2 separate regions of the Sus scrofa genome follow, and region 2 is linked to region 1. The links are chromatin contacts, called in public HiChIP or PLAC-seq maps. All regions are on one chromosome and are shown on one strand. Each heading gives the region's core, a stretch centred on a gene start, on an enhancer-like site or on the middle of the called end of the contact. The rest is flanking DNA. Distances are from core to core; before and after follow the strand shown.

The links. HiChIP or PLAC-seq counts read pairs in DNA pulled down with a chosen protein or histone mark.
Region 2: an H3K27ac HiChIP or PLAC-seq map of alveolar macrophages shows a contact between it and region 1. The contact joins the promoter of PTPN22 here to the promoter of AP4B1 in region 1. A contact is called at or near these places in 2 of 47 Hi-C or Micro-C datasets (embryonic fibroblasts and skeletal muscle) and 2 of 2 datasets of contacts at active chromatin or transcription factors (alveolar macrophages and skeletal muscle).

Annotation. Positions count from the first base shown.
Region 1 is chr4:106,655,004-106,658,013 of Sscrofa11.1, reverse strand. AP4B1 (AP-4 complex subunit beta-1) reads right to left here and starts at 1,382. Exons shown (of 11, transcript XM_021090715.1): 1 at 1,241-1,382; 2 at 805-994. The coding sequence starts at 917. DCLRE1B (5' exonuclease Apollo) reads left to right here and starts at 1,524. Exons shown (of 4, transcript XM_003125837.4): 1 at 1,524-1,989; 2 at 2,861-3,010. The coding sequence starts at 1,801.
Region 2 is chr4:106,690,640-106,693,649 of Sscrofa11.1, reverse strand. PTPN22 (tyrosine-protein phosphatase non-receptor type 22) reads right to left here and starts at 1,548. Exons shown (of 21, transcript XM_021090719.1): 1 at 1,325-1,548. The coding sequence starts at 1,411.

The DNA.
Region 1 (3,010 bases), core at 133-2,632:
TCTGTAGATCGCTGTTTCTCGAACTATGATCTCCTACATGAATTAGAGAGTTTACCTGTTTCAAAGGCAGATTCCTGGGTTCTATCCCACTGTACTGAAATGAGAGTTACTGGATTGGGTGGAAATTTTATATTTTCCTAAAAAGCATCCCCAAGGGACTTTGTGCATACCAAAGTTTGTGACCCACAGGTCACTGTCAAACTCGTATGCTGCAAAACCATTCTGAATGAAATGAGGTGCCAAGGTGACCTACTACTAAGCCAAGGCAACTGCTTTTATAAAGGAAACTAGAACAACAGAGTGCCAATTTTAACAAGTGGAGGGGGGGATGGATATTTAGAACCATGAATCCACACCATCTGACTCAAGTAGTGAAGATCAGGTGTCAAGACCGACACCGCTTGGTCAGCTGGCTGGTGACATTCATCAGCATGAATAACAAGCAGAAGAGCAGGTTTGGGGAGCCAGGAGGGATGTAAGTGCTATTTTTGCATGTCTTTGAAGACATATCCAGGTTAAAATCACAAGCAGGCAGTAGGATGTGTGGGCGGAAAAATAAAAGAGGAGGTCTGTACTAGGTATCCGAAGCCAGCTGTACAAGTCCAAGAAATGGATGACAACACCCAGCCGAGTCAAAGAAGTAAAATATGTCCCACAAGGGAGACTTAGATGGCATTCCGGAGAAGCAGCAAGACCAAATCATACGACTGCCATGTAAGAAAGTTCATTTACTCTTTCCGAGCGGCCAGGGGTAGAGAGCCCTGATGGGGGTGGCCAGGGGGGAGGTGGGGCGTTAGGTGATACCTAATCACGCGCTGGATGACATTCCGATAGCGCAGCCTATCAGCCTGTATGTGAGGGTTACACAGAGCCTTCTTCAGCTCCTTCACCACATCCTCCGAGCCAAGGTACGGCATCTTCTCCAACAGTCACGGGGCAGTTCCCACAGATCTCTGGGTAACTCGTGGGCTCCTTCCAGCCCTGATGTGGGAACCTGGGTAAAGGAAAAGTCAGTCAGTGAAGACACTACAGGCGCGATGTTGCCCCAGCCTTGGCTTCCCCAGGGCCGGCATCCAGGCCCAAACTTCAACCCTCTCGCTGCGGGGCGAGGCCCACCCTAAGCTGTGCCGTTCCATCCCCGGACCTGCAGACAGGTTCACCCCGTCCACAGGTCTCTCCCGCAACCTCTAGGGCCCGGGGCGGATTTCCAGCCTGGCAGCCAACAGTCCGCGGACCCCACCCTCTCCGGTCCCAGCCTTTCTTGCGCCTCCACGCGGTTGCGGTCACCGACAGGCCCAATCAAGCTTTCTGCGGAAGTCCCGCCTCCTCGAGAGAGACCACGCAGAGCAGCTGCCAATCACCTGCTCCCAGGGAGCGCCGAGCGCAGACTGGATCCCGACCTTAGGGTGCCCTTCCCCCAAGCTCTCACCTCCCGGCGCAGCCGCGCGGCTCCCTCTGGCGGAGCAGCGGCGCGCAATCGGAAGTCGGCTACTTCGGCCTGTCTCCGCCCAATAGCGCGCGCTTTGAGTGCCCAGCCTCGGCCCCGGCTCCCGCGCGCGCTGCGGGGAGTGGCGCTCCGCCCGGCGCCTTCCGAGATTTGCCTTTCCACCCCAGGACGCCCACGAGCATGGTCACTTCCTTCTTTCTGCCCACTCATTCTTCCACTGGGTTGGCTTTTCTTAGCGTCTCTGGCTCCGTACTTGCCCCGGCATGCCTTTTTTCATGATGCCGCTGTCGTAGCCTCACGCAGGAGCTCTGTTTCCATGAAGATCCGCCTGGTGACTCGCCAACCCTGCCACCATGAACGGGGTCCTGATCCCTCATACGCCCATCGCTGTGGACTTTTGGAGCCTACGCCGGGCTGGCTGCGCCCGGCTCTTCTTCTTGTCCCACATGCACTCGGACCATACCGTGGGTCTGTCTAGCACCTGGTGCCGGCCCGTCTACTGCTCCCCAATCACTGCTTACCTCTTGCATCGTCACCTGCAGGTATGGGGACCAAGAGATGGTCCCGGCATGTGGGTGGGGACTTCTGATCTGTCCCAGCCTTGAAGTCTTAAGGTAGGGGCTAGGGAGGACTGATGTTTACAAATGCCATAGTTGTTTGAACCCAGATATGCATCGTTAGCCCAAAATAGGAGTATGGCTTATATCTGGCCGAATAGGAATGTTTTAACGATAAGTCGGGGATATCTTTTAGTCCAGCCAAAGAAACTGTTCCTACCTCTTGACATAAACTAGGCCAGTGTTTCCCAAACTTGCCTTATCTTAAGAATCCACCTCATGTAGTGAGTAAATACACAGATTCTCCAGGACCTCACTCCTCCCTCATCTGATTCAGTAGATAGCTGGTGCAGGTCCTGGAAATCTAGTTGGATTTTTTTTTAAGCAGGCGCCTCCTAAAAGATTATTATGATCAAGAAAGTTTGAGAATCGCTGACTAGACTTGTTTTCTGGATTCTTAATTTAAACTTGTACAAAGGCGGGGCAGGGGGAGTTAGTTCCCAGCTGGCTCAGCAGAAAGGAATCTGTCTAGCATCCATGAGGACGCAGGATCTATCCCTGGCCTTGCTAAGTGGGTTAAGAATCTGGCGTTGCTGAGCTGTGGTGTAGGTCTCAGAGGGGCTCAGATCCCGAGTTGCTGTGGTGTAAGTCCGCCGCTGCAGTTCCCTTTAGACCCCTAGCCTGTGAACTTCCACATGCCTTGGGTGTGGCCCTAAAAAAAGACCAAAAAAAAAGAGAGAGAGAGAGTGGGAGGTGGAAGGGAAGATTGTTTGGAAATCCGCATCACAGCTTCTGATCCAGGGAAAAATGAGGGAGGGGAGTCTGTGTTCCCTGGGATGACCACCTGTTTCCTCAGGTATCTAAGCAGTGGATCCGAGCCCTGGAGGTTGGTGAGAGCCACATCCTGCCTCTAGATGAAGTTGGGCGAGAGACCATGACTGTAACTCTCATTGATGCCAATCACTGCCCTGGCTCTGTCATGTTTCTCTTTGAAGGATACTTTGGA
Region 2 (3,010 bases), core at 299-2,798, 35 kb before region 1:
ACTCTACTCAAAGAGACTCAGATGCCTGGCCAGCGGCAGTTAGAGTGCAATTTTTCATGACACCACAATATAATCCAAGTTGAGCTGACACAGTGGTTTCTATCATAATAGGCAATAACTCAGTGATAAGAACCTAATCACTCGAGAACATTTACAAAGTGGTTTCACATCTATCTGCGAAATGTTAACTCCACGGGGGCAAAGGTTTTTGTTTTGTTCACTACCATATCCTCAGTGCCTAGAACTGAACTTGGTACACAGCAGGTGCTCATTAAGTGTTACTGAATGAACAGCCACATTTAAGCATTATTGTTGTGGATATTGAGACATCACAATAATCCTGTGCAGAGAGGCAGGGCCTGACTTATCCCCACTGCGGAAGTTAGAAAATAGAGACCAGGTGAGATCAAGGCACATTTCAAATAGTTGATCATTTGCTTGAGGACAGAATCATGATTTAATTTCAGATTTTACACTTAAACTCTCTTATTTTTCCCATTTCTTCACAGCTGAAAAGGTACAGTTTGAAGTCCCTACAGCTTCGAATCATCAGCTGGAAGTATTCCAAAATGCATGGTAGGTACCCTCAGATATCCTGTGTCCCCGGGCGAGCTGGCTCATTGAATGAATGAGGCCTGCTCAGCTGCCACTGCGTCAATAACCAGTTCCCCCGCAGGAGATGCCGTGTTCCCCTGGGTAATCAAACCCAGGTGATCCCAGGCTCCCTTGTGCTTATGTTTCTCACCATGTCCCTCACTTTTCTCTGCTCCCTGTCCTACCCCAGCCAGCAAAAGAAGGTTAAGGAAACCCTGTTATTGCCCAAAGACACGACAAAAAATAAACGTGGCTTGGTGCTCTTCAAAAGCCTCTGTCATCCAAATGGAACCCCACAGGAGGCCAAAAGGGTAATGCTCCATGAAAAGGGAACCTTGCTCTGGTTCCTCTTGATATGCATGAAAATGAGTCCTTTGAAACATAAACCTAGAACTCAGATACCTGGGAACTCCAGATGTTCAATGAATATTAGGTTTGTACCCCTGGAATGATGCAGGTCTTTTGGAGGATTCCCAGTCAACCTCCAAGAACTAGCACACAAAATATTCCAAACTATGTTTTGCTAAGAAAGCTAAGCTATCAGGCATGGTAGAGGACACCCGAAGGACACACACGCCACTTAGAGAAGTCACACTTTTAGGATGCCTTCTTCCCCCAAAGGTCTGATATGCACTTGATCACAAGAGCAATTTGGTCTAAAAGAATTGGACCATTGCAAGCAGTTAAACATCTATGTCACTAGCCCGACCGGGTCACATATAGGACTTACCAGAAATTCACTGGCAAACTCCTTTTTGTTATTTTTCTTGTTTTGGGCCTCATCCAGGAACTTCTGTAGGACTTCTCTTTGGTCCATGCTGCAGGGCAAGAGAGACCGTCTCTGAGCGGTTTAAAGGAGGGCATGTCAAATGTGTGTCATGGCCGAGACAGCACTGAGAAGCCACCGCTGCTGCCTGAGCAGAGCATGTTGAAGGCTGTGGTTTACTGACTTCATCACAAGCCCCAGAGGAAATTAGTGCGTAACCAGCCCTCTGTGGTCACACAACAAAGCCAGCACCTCACTCCTGGGCCCTAGTGCCTTCCTTCCCAAGAGAAGAACCTGATTACAAGTCAGGTTTGTAATACACAGGAGGCCAAGCAGAACATAGCTCCGAGTCTATTCTCCTCCATTGCCCTGAAGCCAAAGTCATTGTTTTTCTTGCTTCCTAGAGAAAAGGCAGAATTACAGGTCCCCATGGATGGATGGTCTCTTCCTAGTTCCCCAATGAGCACAAAGACCCTTTGATGCTTCTGATTCCTTGAGGCCCAGATGAACTCTATAAGGTTCATTTAACCGCAGAAGAGAGACAGACCCTGGAGTCTTCTCAGAAGTTTCTTGTCAGTGTGATCCTAGCAAACTTCTCTGCATCAGAGAAGGCAGTTTTCTTCAGAAAGTTTAAGTCTGCCATAGAGATCTCAACCTCTCCTTTGTGTGAAGCAAAGTCGGCTGCTTCTGACAGTCCACGTCTCTCCCAGGGCTGGGGAAGTGCTCACGTCCAGTAAGGGAAGTGCCGTTGAGTTCAGAACCCACCCCAGCCCTCCAGGACTTCTTGAGCTTCTTTGGGTTCTGGGTATAAAGACTGAGGGCACTGGTCTGTAAAGGATCCAGGAGCACAGTGGCCCCCAGAAGGAGCTCCTGACCGGGAAGATGGCACAAAACCCATGAATGTGGAGTTCCTGTGTGGCACAGTAGAAATAATTCCGACTAGGAACCATGAGGTTCCGGGTTTGATCCCTGGCCTCACTCAGTGGGTTAAGGATCCGGCATGGCCATGAGCTGTTTACGTTGCAGACATGGCGCTGCTGTGGCTGTGGTGTAGGCCGGCAGTTGCAGCTCCGATTCAACCCCTAGCCTGGGAACCTCCATATGCTGCGAGTGTGGCCCTAAAAGGCGGGAAAAAAAAAATCCCCTGAATGTCATGCTAGTAAAATATGAAGGAAGAGGAAAAAGAGTAAAAATCAACCACCCTGCCGGGAACAGTGCAAATTTCAAGGCTGAAAGCCCGAACAACTATCTCTAGAGAAGACACGTGTACTCTGCAGTCAATGCGGGAAGGCCACTGTTTCAGGAAGCCACGCTGTGCATGTCGCATTTGGCCCCTAATGGGGCCTTTCTGTTCTAGAAAAAGCTTCCATAGCTCAGCTTGCATAAATTCTCTCCTCAATGGGTACAGACCTACCCAAGAGTATCTCATTTGGTAACAGAACAAAATAAAAACCAGCATAACATATCTGTTTGAGGACAGAAATTCAACTAATAATATGTTAACAAAACTAGTCGGAAATAATCATGAAGAAAATTTGGAAATACACTGTTAGAACTTCCCCTATTTTTTTTTTTTTTTTGTCTTTTTTCTAGGGCCGCACCCACGGCATATGGAGGTTCCCAGGCTAGGGGTTGAATTGGAGCTGCAGC